2 separate regions of the Mus musculus genome follow, and region 2 is linked to region 1. A link is a contact called in public HiChIP or PLAC-seq data. All regions are on one chromosome and are shown on one strand. Each heading gives the region's core, a stretch centred on a gene start, on an enhancer-like site or on the middle of the called end of the contact. The rest is flanking DNA. Distances are from core to core; before and after follow the strand shown.

Region 1 (7,319 bases), core at 1,807-4,306:
ATTCTCCATGTCTATGAGTGAGGTTCTGTAATTTCTTTCATATTGTTCCATGTGACTTGACAGAATGCTCCTGACTGGAGCTGAGGATGTGGCCCTGCAATAGAACTCAAGCTGAACGTGTAAAATTCCTTGGGCTCAATTCTCAGCACCAAGCCAAAGGAAGGAAGAGAGGGAGGCTGAGGAGGGAAGGAGGGAAAAGAGGAAGGGAAAGGAGGGAGGAGGGTAAGTAAAGCAAGGGAAGAGGAGGGGAGAGAAAAAAATGAAAGGAAGAAAAGAGGAAAAAAAGTTAATCGTAGTAATGTTAATTTTATATACTACTACTTTGCTAAATTATTAATTCTCAGTGTTGTTTGGTAGAATACTTTTTAAACTTATTCAGCATGTTTATGATAATTTTAAATACTTGACTGTTAATTTTACTATATCAGTCATTTCTGGGTCTGTTTTTATTGATGAATTTTTCTCTTGCTTATCAGACTAACGTGTGTGCCCCTCTCTGTGTGTGTGTGTTTATGTGTGTGTGTGTTTATGTGTGTGTGTGTGTGTGTGTGTGTGTGTGTGTACCTAGTCATCGTTTACCGACTGATAGCCTTTATGAACATTATACTGAAAAGTGCTTAGGAGGTTTTAATTTTTTAATGTTAAATGAGGAATAAAGAATGATCAAAAAGCAGTAAATAATGTTAAAATCACTCTGTTCCTTCCAAGGCTTACCTTTATGCTTCCTAGGTGTGTCTATGATACGTGTTACTCTACCACTAGTCTATCCCTGATAATACAGTCAAAGTTCCCTGTGGTCTCTACTAGCACCCAAGTGTGTGTTGGACACTACACACTCAAAGGACAATCTGAACATTGCCCGTCTGTGAAAGCATCAGAGCAGTGGCTCTCAACCTGTGGGTCATGACCTCTTGGTCAGCTCTCTATCTTCAAAAATATTTACATTGCGATTTATAACGGTAGCAAAATTATAGCTAGGAAGTAGCAATGAAATAACTTTACAGTTGAGGTCACCACAGCATGAGCTCGGTATTGAAGGGTCACAGCATTAGGAAGGTTGAAAACCTCTGCTCTAGAGACTGCTGAGCGGGCCACGGCTCTGCAGTTCCATCCCCACCCCCAACCAGGGGCCTTCTTTTTCTGCATCTTTGGACTCCTATTAAGCCACACATGCACTTTTACACTGATTTCTAAAGTTATTTCCCAGCATTCCCTCCTCTCCAGGGCTCCATCTTACACAGTGCTGCTGCCTCTGCCCGACCAAACTCTGAACTGCCTTTCAACTCAGTGAACCTACTATGGACTGTTTGGGTTCTTCCTTTCTGTCTGTGGTTAGGAAAGGACCTCAGGGCAGAAAGCATTGGCGGCCATTGGACTTCCTGTGTGGTTTTCTACTCTTATCTTTTACATTCTTCTCTGCTGCCTGTTGGTTAATATCTGGGAAAAGATGCTTTGCATATTTTGTCCTGAATTCTCCTGCTTTCTGGTGGGAGGTCAACTCCAAAATCGGTCACTCAAACATAAAATACAAATGAAAAGTGAACTTCAGCATAGTTGGCACTCTCATGACAGAGGAGAGACTTGATGGCATGAAACTATGAGGTGGAAGAGGTAACGTTATGGTTAGCATCCGTTCTTTACTTTTTGAAACTAGGAAAGTTGCAACTCGGCACTTACATGTCTCCCATAAATAAAGGTCAATCAGGCAGTTTTAGCAACATGAAAGTATTGTTGAGTGGATGATAACAATGAAGGCGGTGAAGAGAATTATGACACTAAGGGTTCATAGTCAATTTGACTAGGTGTAGAACCGCCAAGGAGACTCACCTTTGGGTCACCTACAAGGATGTTTCTAGAGAGGGTCAGCTGAGGAACAAAGACCTACCCTGAATGTGGACTGTCAGTGGGCTGAGCTAGAGAGCTGAAAGGGACTAACAAGGAGTGTGTGACAGCATTCATCTCTCTCTGCTCCTGACACACTCAGAGGTGAGAGAGCGAGCAGCCTTCCACAACACACCTTTCTTGCCACAATGGACAGTATCCTCAAACTGTCAGCCAAAACAACCCTTCTTCCCTCAAATTGCTTTTTCTTTTTTCTTTTCTTCTTCTTTTCTTTTCTTTTCTTTCTTTCTTCCTTTCTTTCTTTTTTTTCTTTCTTTCTTTTTTTGAGGTACTCTCATCTGGACTGACTTCAAACACTACCACCACTTCGCCACCCCCATCCCACCCCTCCACCCCACCCCCGTGTAGCCAAAAATGACCTTGAACTTGTGGTCATCCTATACTCCCCCCCACACACACACACTCTCAAGGACAGTGCTGGGGATCTAAGGCAGAGCCTCCTGCATGCTAAACAAATGCTATGTCAGCTGATCTCCAGCCCTTAAGTGACTCCATATCAGATATTTAGTCACAGCAAAACCATTCCCAATAGCTACCAATAGCTCATATACCAGGTACCGTTCAGACCTTGGACTGATTGTCTTTGCTCTTCCACAGTAATTCTGCACATAGGAATCATGGCAGCAGGGTATAAAGTCAGTTCCTCAAGCTCCTACACTCAGGGAGCACTCAGTGGCTCTGGCCCCACCCCCACCCCGTAATTTAGTGGCTGGAAGCAAAGATGCATCTCTGCCCAAAGAGAACACAGCCTCCTCCTGCCGTGATGCCACTCTCTGATTCTATCTTTACCTGAGCTTTCCCATCTGGCAAATTAAAGTGGAAAACAGCAAACTCCCTCCCCTGAGAGGCTGGGTTGTTAGATGCATGTTTTGTATTATTTTGCTCTGAATAACAGCGTATGTAAATGTGTCGCTGGAGGTTAAAATTACCCTTATTTTGTAACACTTGGCTGCTCCCACTGGGGTGAATAGTTGAAAATTATAGGGAGGCTGGAGAGGATGTTAGCTGACTTGGAATTACTTCCCTCCTTTCTCCCCACCCACCCCACAGTTCTATGCAGACACAAGCTGCCACTGTAGCATCCCTTCCCGTGACTAAGTTCTAGCTGGTTCTGCTGTGCAGCGAGCAGCACAGCACGGGTTAATCCTGGTATTAACATAAACTCCATCAGGTGTATGTGCAGGGGCAGATGTTCTTGCTGGGAAAACCGAAAGTCTCCTGTGGCACCTGGAAGCCCCCACCACACCTGGTTCCCAGCCAGATCACAAAAAGGTGTTTGGTCAACATGGGTGTGTTTCGGTGCTGGGCCATCCAGTTCATGTTTGGAGCTTGGCATGGCTCCTCAGTTTTAGCTGCCCCACGGGCCCTGCTTTGTTGGGCCGTCCCTATCTTAAACTGCTTTTTCCTGGCATTTGAATCATCCCTTCCATGATGTGATAATATCTGCAAGTTGGGAAAATAAAAGTGGCATTTGTTTAGCCATAATTAATGAAATATTTATGTTGCATGAGGCTATGTGATAAAATCCTTAGGCTTAGGGTCCTTTTGCTTCTGATTACATTTGGGATTTTTTTTTCTATGACCAGACATTCTGACGCCAGCTCTTTTACACTGAGCAGATGTCGTGTAGTAAAAATGGGTGCCAGATGCTGTGGGCCGCAGAAGGGCGATTTGTTTAAGAGCTGGCTCTGACTTTTTTTTTTTTTTTTGCATTCAATTACTAGGCAGAACAAACCTTACCCCATCGGTTAGGTAACCCAGCTAACTTCAGATATGCATTTTCATAATAGATTTTGGATTCAAAAGCAATGTAAGCAAGGATCTTGCCCCAGTAAAGGGTGTTTAAGGACTTCCTTGATTTCTGCATAATACCTTGTTTTGTTTTGCTTTGCTTTGCTTTGTTTTGAATGTGAGAAGAGCCCAGGCAGAGCTCTTGGCAGGAATCCAGAAATGTAATTAACGTGGAGGGCCAACTTTTCAGTGGCCCTGAGGTACTGCTTTCCCAAGCTCCTGGCAGGTGCAATGAGGGGTGGGCGGCAGGAAGCAAATGGGGTGAGGGAGGAGGAGGCAGCTGTGAGGCTGGAAGGAGGAGAAGGAGGCAGCAGTTTGGTGAGTTCTCTGGTTCTTGTTTCAGACCCTGTAGCTCCAGTGACAGAAGCCACCTCTTCTCCCACCTCGTCCTCTGCAGAGGAAGAAGCCGACTCCCAGCTTTCCTTAAGGATAAAGGTACCATCACTTGCAACACCATACAGTGCCTTCGCTGGCAGGGGCTCCTTACCCATCCAGGTTTCAGAGCCAATGTGGGCTCCAGCTGCAGAAGCCCTCAGGAGGATCAGGCCATGCTGCATCTGAGGAGTACCCTCCTTTATGTCTGGAACCCCTCCCCCAAGATTTGTCTTCTTAAAGACAAAAACCTCAGCACACGTCAGGGAAGGGAAAAAAGACATATTGACTTAAAACCATTTGGCAAATGCAGTGCTTAAAGTGGGTTTAATATGTGGTCCAATAAGCAAACCATTGAAAATTTTCAACAAGCAGATGTGTATTTCCCCAAGGGAAGCACAACTTCATTTAAGAAGCACTAGAGGCAGATTGCATGGAAAATGTTATGTTTATTCTATTCAAAGCTATGAAATGAAGCATGCATTGCACAGAGACGCGGACGCACCAGCACACCTACTGTGGACAGAACAGCCTGCATGCCACCGGGAAGACAGCCACCACCTTTGCTTAGTGGATGCTAATGTGTCTGGAGAGCACTTTCCAAATCTCTCATACCAATGTAGAGAAAACACAATGCTGTGTGTCTGCAGATGTGTCTATATATCTAATACACAGAGATGCGTTTGCCACAGAAGCCCACTGTTGTTTTTTCAACTTGGGACTGGAGTTCGTCCCCTCGGACTAGAAGGAATGGAGTGTTGAAGGGCTGGTCCTCACACGCTTCTGGGGCGGACTGAGGAGCAGCTCACGGTCCTGCTGCTGCTTATAGTTTTGGACCAGAGAGGTCTAGTGAAGGAAAAGAAGAACCACATTTACTCATCCTTACTCCACTTTTCCATATCTAGCCAGGGAAGCTTTGGCTTCAGTTTGAGTCAAGGGGCAGAGTGGGGTTCTCCATCTCTCTAAGGTGCATGTGAGCAAGTGAGTGTACACACACACACACACACACACACACACACACAGGAGGGCCGGAATTTCTTTTACTGTGGGCTTCTTGAGTTAACTGAATCCTCACGAGAAATGATTTATATCTGAATTAGGTTACCATGACTTCTGGGGGCTCCTTACTGCCCCTCATCCCCTCAAATGACCCTGTGTTAATTCTGTATTCAAATGAGACAGATCCCCGCCTCCATTTTCTTTACTCTCCTGGAGAAAGAATAAGCTGCCACTGGCCTGTGGAAGCAGCAAGGCCGTAATGTCCCAAAAGAACCTCACAAGCGGCTCCTTGTCATCTCGCTGGCCTAGCACATGGCCAGTTGTCACTTCAGAGTGCCCGGTGGTAAAGCATGACCATGCCACCTCCTGATGGGCCCCACTCTTCCAGAAAGTCTTCAAGTGGGAAGGGAGGTGTTTGGCCTCTGGGTTCTCTGGTTGGTTGGTTGGTTGGTTGGTTGCATTCAGATGTGTCCCCAGCCAAGGGTCACAACAGCCTGTTCAGATGCACAGGAAGCCGGAAGCAGGATGCCGAAGATAGGAGTTATGGCAGCTGATCCTTGGTTCTTCCCCCCCCCCACCCCACCCCCCGTGCTGACTCTCTTCTTGCCCAGCCCTTATCTTCTTTACTTGACTTCCTGCAACATCCTGTGCAGTACATAAAAGAACCCATGTATAAGGGTACCTGAGTATTTGCTAGAACATGCTTTAAATTGAAGATAATAATGACTTTCTATCCCCATGCACACACACGAGCACACGTGCACAGAGGATCAAATCGAGGACCTCACACATGCTCAGCAAGCACTCTGTCACTGAGCTGAACCCTGTGAGGAGGGGTCTGCTTCTGGAAGTCTGCACAGCACTGATGTGGTCTACCCTTCTCCAGATGTCCTAGTTTGCTGTGATGAACACCATGACCAAAACCAACCTGGGGAGAAAAGGATTTGTTTCAGCTTATAGCTTTCAGTCCATCATGAAAGGCAGTCAGGACAAGAGCTAAAAGCAGCAACCTGAACTGAAGCAGAGGCCGTGGAGGAACACTGCTCACTGGCTTGCTCTCCATGGCTCGATCAGCCCATTATTTTACACAATCCAGTACCAGCTGCCGAGGAGTGGGTCTGCCCACAGTGAGCTGAACCCTATCCTATGTCAATCATCAATCAAGAAGATGTCTTCCGGACTCTCCTACAGAGCATCTGTTGGAAGCATTTTTCTCAATTGAGGTTTCCTCTTCCCAGATGTCCCAGCATGCATCAAGTTGACCAAAAATTAATCAGAACACCAGAATTTGCATTCAATTGTCTCCATTTCGAGGACAATGACACTTCTGTAGGACTATAGGACCATAAAGTGGACGTCCTTGATTGCCAGTACGTGGCGTGGTGTGGCGTAAAGAAAGGCAATATTGCCTATGAAGAAATACTCACCTGGGCTCAGTTCGGAACTCTGCCCGTTACTAATTGTTTCAATTTGGGCAGGTTGTCTTTCTGAATTTTGATGTCCATATTTGTAAGGATGTAACATCTGAGGAATAAAGGAGACACCATGAAGTAATTAGTTCGTGGTCTGGCACACAGCACTCTACAAATGCTAGAATTTACAACGTGGGGTCATGTGATGGATGCTGCTGAGATGCTTGTAAAATAAACAACCCGGATCTCCATGTGGGCTGAGTGAGATCAGCTCAGGGCAGAGTGCATTCATGAGACCCAGTACCTCTCACCCTGGTCCAGGCTTTCTCTAAAGATCCTCGCTGATTATTAGAGGCCCCCCCCCCCATGCTATCTCTGGAAACAAAGATGAGAGATCCGTGTTGTAGACCCTAAAAGCCAAGGTTTCCTCCCAAACATCTAAAGGATTCTAGAAATTCTAGAACAGGTTTCATCCCTGAGATGGAACTCTTGGGAGACAAAGGCAGGTAGATCTCTGAGTCAAAAATACCCTGGTCCTGCATAGTAAGTTCCAAGTCAATCAGGGCTATACTGTGAAACTGTGTCTCAATAAAGATAATACTACTGCTGCTGCAGCTGCTGGCAACTGTGATGCAAAAGTTAAATGAATGGGGCTGGAGAGATGGCTCAGTAGTTAAGAGCACTGATTGTTCTTCCAAAGGTCCTGAGTTCAAATCCCAGCAACCACATGATGGCTCACAACCATCTGTAATGAGATCTGACACCCTCTATTGGTGTGTCTAAAAACAGCTACAGTGTACTTACATATAATAATAAATAAATCTTTTTTTTAAAAAAAGTTAA
Region 2 (7,319 bases), core at 3,376-5,875, 560 kb after region 1:
ACAGCGGCAGACGAGCTTTTGTTTTGGGGGAGCCCATGAGAGATGATGCTTTGGGAAGCCTCTAGAATGGATACCGGGTGGGTCTCAGACTTAGAGGGCTGCAGTCTCAATTCCCGTTCCTCAGCCTCCTGGGAGGGAAGAAAAGCCGAAGTTTAAGTTGGCCATCAGAGCCCATTGCCTTCATCCATCACGCCTATCTAACGACAGGACTTCCCCAAACAATCAAGTTGGTGAACTTTGGACAGCTGAATAAATGGAGGTCCCTGGAGAGCGACACGGTAGCACTCCACTCCTCCTCCTCCATCTTGCCCTGCACCCCTCCATTTGACCCTCAGTTCAAGCCTGGGCTTGTAGCTGTTGTCTGAGGTGGGGTAGGGGGCAGTCTTAGGGACTGAGCTCTCCAGAGAGACAGCATCAGAATGAGATTGAGTTAGAAGGTGCTCAGCTGGAGTGTGCTGCTTCTAGAACCATTGCCTGCTTGCCTGCTTAGAGGGTTGGAGTCATTTACTTCAGATACTTACTACTGCTGAGTGAAAGGACAGGAGAGTTCCCCTCAATGCAAATGCAGTTGGGATGACCTCTAGAACCCACACTTAGAAATACTGCTACATGACCATGCACAAATGTCTTTCTTTTTTTATAGGCAACAGAGCCCACCATCTCTTCTTTTCATGAGTGGGGTTTTTTTTTTGGGAGGGGGGGCAGGGTTTCTCTGTCCTGGAACTTGCTCTGTTGACTAGGCTGGCCTTGAACTCCACAGAGATCCACCTGCCTCTGCCTCCTGAGCTCTGAGATTAAAGCCGTGCACCATCACCACTGGGCTGAGTAGGACATTCTTTTAAGGGCCGTCTAGCCTGTCACTCCACTCCTCCCGGCCCTGTGGTCCCATACAGTACGATGGTTCAAAAGTGAAGGTCTGACTACGTGATTAAGCCCCACAGTGGGAAGTGTCTCAAGCAGGCCCATGGTTCTCTACTTCCTCCACTCTGGTCATTGCTCTGGCGTCCGTGACATCACACAATCCAAGTGTGTAGATATAGTTATGGTGACTGTTTTAAGGTCTCTTTGCTGTGATGAAAAACCATGGCAAAAGCAACTTGGGAAGAAAAAGGTTTATCTCACTCACAGTTCCATATTAAGCTCACCATCTGAAACACTGAGGCCAGGAACTCGAGCCAGGCAGGAATATGGAGTGGGGAGCTGATGCAGGGGCCATGAAGGAGTGCTGCTTGCCTACTCCCTATGGTCTGTCTGCTCAGCCAGCTTTCTTTTAGAACCCTGGACCACCTGCAGAGGAATGGCCCCACCCACAATGGGCCGGGCCCTACCCCGTCAATCAAAAATTACGAAAATGCCCTACAAGCCTCCTACAATCCAATCTTATAGAGACATTTTCTCAATTGAGACTCCCTCCTCTCTGATGACTTTATCCTGTGTCAAGTTGACATAAATCTAGCCGGCGCAGTGACTAATCAGTCGACCTTAATATAGTTTCTCCAGGTGGGTCTGCCTGATGAAGCCAACCTTTTACAAGCAGATTTTTCTCTCACTGTTAGCAAAGGATGATGCCAGGATGATAAGATGCCAAGAGGACTGGGTGGTTCTGACCTGCCATTACTGCTTTCAATGGGGCAGACACTTACACATGGGAAGAATCTATAAGAGGCTGAGAGAGGTTCTAATGAAGGTCACCAAGAAGATGGGGACTTCAGTGCCACAATGGAAGTGAAGTGGTTTCTGGAAACACATCCGAGTGGGTTTGAAGTGGTGTCCCTCTCCATCCCAAACTCTACCAGCAGAAACACCCTATCTTTAACCTGGGACACTCCGTGTAGCCAAGACAAGTACAACCTGAGACCTCAGAAGAGTGCAATCATGTGTGAGTGTTGCTTTCAGCTACTAACTTCATGGCAATCCATTTTATAGCAATGAAAAGCTCATACCTCCCAGCTTTCTAACCTTTCAATGAAAACTTCTGCTATACACTTACCAGGACCTGATATTTAATCCTTATAGCAGTTACTTCTTAAAGTATCACCACTTTACAGATACGATTCAGAAGTATTACATATTTTCCTTAAGGTCACGATAAGTAAAAGCATTCAGTGTAAACCTCCAGTGTCTGACTATGCTTCGGATACATTTGAAAGCGTATGCATGGAATTAAGGACCCTTCCTGACCTGGTCCTTTTAGCTTATCTTTGGCAGATTCTTCTTCATGTAACTCTGTGTGGCCCGGTGACTGCCATGTTCTCTTGATTCTTTTGAGTTTGAACATCTGATTCCTCTGCCTGCAATGTACCCCATCTCTTAGTCCTTTGGCAGTCCCAAATGGTTCTTTTTTTTTTTTTCTCTTGCCTCAGATGGTACCCTTGATGGGAAGGGAGCCTTTGCAGATTCTCCCAGATGGGGTCCAGGCTGCCAAGCAGCGTCCAGGCATGCTCTCTTACTACATGGTGACTTCCCTGGTCAGAAACACAAGGTATTGTGTTTGCCTGGTACTGGAAATGTCTCTTTTTTTTTTTTTTTTTTTTAATTTCTTACTTGTGTATTTTTATTTTTATTTTTTTTTCTTTTTATTTTTTATTTTTTTTTCCATTTTTTATTAGGTATTTAACTCATTTACATTTCCAATGCTATACCAAAAGTCCCCCATATCCACCCACCCCCACTCCCCTGCCCACCCACTCCCCCTTTTTGGCCCTGGTATTCCCCTGTACTGGGGCATATAAAGTTTGTAAGTCCAATGGGCCTCTCTTTCCAGTGATGGCCGACTAGGCCATCTTTTGATATATATGCAGCTAGAGTCAAGAGCTCCGGGGTACTGGTTAGCTCATAATGTTGTTCCACCTATAGGGTTGCAGATCCCTTTAGCTCCTTGGCTACTTTCTCTAGCTCCTCCATTGGGAGCCCTATGATCCATCCATTAGCTGACTGTGAGCATCCACTTCTGTGTTTGCTGGGCCCCGGCATAGTCTCACAAGAGACAGCTACATCTGCGTCCTTTCAATAAAATCTTGCTAGTGTATGCAATGGTGTCAGCGTTTGGATGCTGATTATGGGGTGGATCCCTGGCTATGGCAGTCTCTACATGGTCCATCCTTTCATCTCAGCTCCAAACTCCGTCTCTGTAACTCCTTCCATGGGTGTTTTGTTCCCAAATCTAAGGAGGGGCATAGTGTCCACACTTCAGTCTTCATTCTCCTTGAGTTTCATGTGTTTAGCAAATTATATCTTATATCTTGGGTATCCTAGGTTTGGGGCTAATATCCACTTATCAGTGAATACATATTGTGTGAGTTTCTTTGTGAATGTGTTACCTCACTCAGGATGATGCCCTCCAGGTCCATCCATTTGGCTAGGAATTTCATAAATTCATTCTTTTTAATAGCTGAGTAGTACTCCATTGTGTAGATGTACCACATTTTCTGTATCCATTCCTCTGTTGAGGGGCATCTAGGTTCTTTCCAGCTTCTGGCTATTATAAATAAGGCTGCTATGAACATAGTGGAGCATGTGTCCTTCTTACCTGTTGGGGCATCTTCTGGATATATGCCCAGGAGAGGTATTGCTGGATCCTCCGGTAGTACTATGTCCAGTTTTCTGAGGAACCGCCAGACTGATTGGAAATGTCTCTTGAGCTATGGTGAGCTGCTGGCAGGCCAGGAGGCTTGCTCATCATCACACCACTTGCACTGGACTTAGAGCACAGTGGGAACCCAGCAAATGTTCCAGGAAGGAATCATTCAATCGACCAAAGCACTTTCCAAGAAATAATGAGACATCCAAGGTCTTGAGGCAGGGGAGTGAGCTGTCAGATCTGGGCTTCCCTGGACAAGCCTTTCACTGAGAGGGTTTTAAGCTTCGATTAGAGTGGCTTTGAATTTCTTCTGTTCTGATACTTGATTCTCATCACTTCCAGACGACATTTAGATGCAATGGGAACAGTCATAGTAATAGCCTCGGTTTCCCCTTTGGAGTCAGGACTGGTGATCAATTTAGGTTTGGCCCTGACTTCTCTGTCAACAAGGCTGTGGGAAGTGGAGGGGCAAAGTGGGGACCTACAGATCTGACCTATGGGGAATTGGGTACCACCCTTAGATCATTGCAAATCTGATCATGGACCCCACTGTGGTTGAGGAAGACTGGAAGGTTTAGAGGCAGCGCTTACAAAGGTGAGCTGGTCAGGTAGTGGATCACAACGTCTCTAGTAGAAACTGTTAGGTGCCTCAGTTTCCCCGTCTGTGCAAAGTGCATTGTACAGAAGGCACAAGACCACGCACATCGGGTTAAGGTGTTTCCAACCAAGTCTAGAGGCAAGGCGTAGCTGAGCCCAGGGAGGCGCAGAGGTGCGGGCTCCAGGCGCAGAGCTGATGCCTAGAGGTGAAGGCTCCAGGCCTTGTATCAGAAAGGTCCCGGGAGTCCATCTTTGCTCTGAGTGGAAAAAACTAGGAACTGGACGCCAGTAACCTGAGCCAGGGGCAGACCCGTCCGCAGGGCTGGGAGGGGCGAGTTTGGGCGCCCCGCCTGCGGTGCTCTCAGCAGCGGCTCAGGGCGCTGGGGGGCGGGAAGAGGTGGAGCCAGGTGGGGAGGAGCAAAACCCGGAGGCCTCGGGCACCGCGGGCAGAGCCAGAGCCGCTGGAACCTGAGCCCCGGCGTGCTGCTTTGGGAGAGTCCGCCGTCCGAGCCGAAAGCAGCCGCTGCCCGATTTCAGTACATAGTCCGGGAGAAAGGCTAGTGAGGCCGGAGACAGGGTCACGGATTCTACTGCAGTTCGGGAGCTGCCAGGTTGCCCGCGCTGGCCCTGCTGCCCTAATTGCACCTAGCCGGACTTGCTCCTCACGTCCCGGTTGCGCCATGGATCCTTCGGAGAAGAAGATATCGGTGTGGATCTGCCAGGAGGAGAAGCTGGTGTCCGGCCTCTCCCGCCGCACCACCTGCTCGGACGTGGTGCGGGTGCTTTTGGAGGACGGCTGCCGGCGGCGCTGCAGGCAGCGGCGGGGCCAGCGACGGGGCTTGACGGAAGACCCTTCGGGCCAGTTGGAGCTGCCCGAGCCCCCGGACGAAAACGACGAGGATGACGACGACGCGATGCCCCCGGGCATGCTATGTGGGCCCCCGCAGTGCTATTGCATTGTGGAGAAGTGGCGCGGCTTTGAGCGCATCCTGCCCAACAAGACGCGGATCTTGCGCCTCTGGACTGCTTGGGGCGACGAGCAGGAGAATGTACGCTTCGTGCTGGTGCGCAGCGAAGCGTCGCTGCCCAACGCCGGACCGCGCAGCGCCGAGGCGCGGGTAGTGCTCAGCCGCGAGCGCCCCTGCTTGGCCCGGGGCGCCCCAGCACGGCCCAGCCTGGCCTTGACCCAGGAGAAGCAGCGGCGGGTGGTACGCAAGGCCTTCCGCAAACTGGCCAAGCTCAACCGGAGGCGCCAGCAGCAGCCGTCGTCACCTTGTTCGTCCACGTCGTCGTCCACCGCCTCGTCCTGCTCGTCGTCTGCTCGGACCCACGAGAGCGCGTCGGTAGAACGTATGGAGACGCTGGTGCATCTGGTGCTGTCGCAGGACCACACGATTCGCCAGCAGGTGCAGCGGCTCCGGGAGCTGGACCGCGAGATAGACCGCTACGAAGCCAAGGTGCACCTAGACCGCATGCGGAGGCACGGAGTCAACTACGTGCAGGATACCTATCTAGTGGGGGCCGGCATCGACCTGGACGGACAAACTCCTGAAGGGGAGCCGGAAGATGCGACACTGGAGGAGAAGGGGACAGAACCGGCGGCACCCCTGGACAGCGAGGCGCAGGCGGCAGCGTTGGAGGAGCTGGCCAGGCGCTGTGACGACCTGGTGCGGCTGCAGGAGGAGCGCGCCCAGCAGGAGGAGTTGCTAGAGCGCCTGTCCGCCGAGATCCAGGAGGAACTGAACCAGCGCTGGATGCAGCGGCGCAATGAGGAGCTGGCGGCTCGAGAGGAGTCCCTAGAGCCCGATGGTGGTCCGGATGGCGAGCTGCTGCTGGAGCAGGAGCGGGTCAGGACGCAGCTCAGCACCAGCCTTTACATCGGGCTGAGGCTCAGCACGGACCTGGAGGCCGTCAAGGCGGACTTGGATTACAGCCAGCAGCAGAGGGACATTAAGGAGCGCGAGCTTCAGGGCCTTCTCCAGAGTTTGCACACTTTTGAGCAGACGGTGGTGCATGATGGGGCTCTGGGTTCCAGCGGACCCTCTCGCGAACCTCAGCCTCAGACCTGTGCAGAAATGTGGGTAGACCAGGCCCGGGGACTGGCTAAGAGTTGCCCGGGCAACGATGAGGACTCAGATACTGGGCTGAGCTCCATGCATAGCCAAGACTCAGACTCGGTACCCCCTGTGTGTGAATCCCTTGTGTAGAAGTAGTAGGGAGCAAGCTTAGACGCTTGCAGAATGCACTGGTTTGGCCTGCTCAGGGACATGAAGTGAGGCCATGGGGGTGAGCTCAGAGTTCCCACGGATGGGTCTGGAGAGTGAGTGTGAAGGAGGGTCCTGGACAAGGAAGCCCTAAGCTTCTAAGCTTTAGAGGGAAGTGGAGTCAGGAGGTGAGAACCCCTCCCTGTTTTTTAAAAACACATTAGGTAAGTGATGAGGTCCAAGCCCATTTTCAAAACAAGAGAAAAGGAAAACATTACGGGACATTTTTTTTTTACCACTCCTGTGCATGGGAAGGACTGATGACAGCTAGAACTTTGGTCTGTGGCATAAAGTGCTGCTAAAAGAAAACACTTGGATGGAAAGGAAATTCCTTGAATGTTAATTGTGACTGGAAACGTGTTCAAACTAGCCAAAGAGGGCGCACTAGTGTTGGTCTCTGCCTTGCTTAACATCTTTGATAAAACCCATAGGCATCAAAATCCTGACTGTTTACATTTCTTCAGGTTTGGGAATTACCCATCTGCTAAATCATTTGCCTTTTATTTCTGTCAAAGGCCAAACTGCACTGGGATGCAAGGCTGGGCCTCTCCTTACTAAATACATTGTGTTAAAGGCTCCCCACCTTCAGCCTGAAACATAGCACTTTGAGTTATAAAATCCTGGCATACATAATCCAGGGTAAAAATGTAGTCTGGCTTTTTGGGGTGTGTTTCTGCAAAGGCAGAGGTGCTGGCTTGTAATTCATGATTCAATTACAGTTAAGAAGGGGGAGCTGCAGAAGGGGGTGCAGCCTGCTTTGCTGTTTTCAAAGAACGTTCTGGTGTCAGCTACAAGTTGGAAGTAAGAATCTCCGCATAGTGTTTAGCTGCTAACTACAGCTCCGTGATTAAACACCAGCTATGATCTTCATGAATTTT

Evidence for each region. HiChIP or PLAC-seq counts read pairs in DNA pulled down with a chosen protein or histone mark.
Region 2: a contact with region 1 is called in an H3K4me3 HiChIP or PLAC-seq map of embryonic forebrain, with 4 times the contacts expected there. The contact joins the promoter of Rassf10 here to the enhancer-like site in region 1. A contact is called at or near these places in 1 of 39 promoter capture datasets (embryonic stem cells), 1 of 484 Hi-C or Micro-C datasets (cortical neurons), 6 of 115 datasets of contacts at active chromatin or transcription factors (astrocytes, embryonic forebrain, embryonic midbrain and 3 more) and 1 of 9 other capture datasets (adipose tissue).

Annotation. Positions count from the first base shown.
Region 1 is chr7:112,387,230-112,394,548 of GRCm38.p6, forward strand. It overlaps Micalcl (MICAL C-terminal like), which reads left to right. Exons shown (of 10, transcript NM_001381862.1): 5 at 4,037-4,128. Gm51494 (a long non-coding RNA gene) reads right to left here. Exons shown (of 3, transcript XR_003946861.1): 3 at 6,373-6,588. Among named protein-coding and RNA genes, the nearest start is that of Micalcl, 16 kb to the left of the region's middle. Within about 2 kb of position 3,057, at least 73 of the 459 cell types and tissues checked have an H3K27ac peak or open chromatin away from gene starts, as enhancers often do. A contact at or near this core is called in cortical neurons, embryonic forebrain and stem cell-derived neural progenitor cells, where this site is marked.
Region 2 is chr7:112,949,337-112,956,655 of GRCm38.p6, forward strand. Rassf10 (Ras association (RalGDS/AF-6) domain family (N-terminal) member 10) reads left to right here and starts at 4,626. Exons shown (of 1, transcript NM_175279.3): 1 at 4,626-7,319. The coding sequence starts at 4,858. The coding sequence ends at 6,384.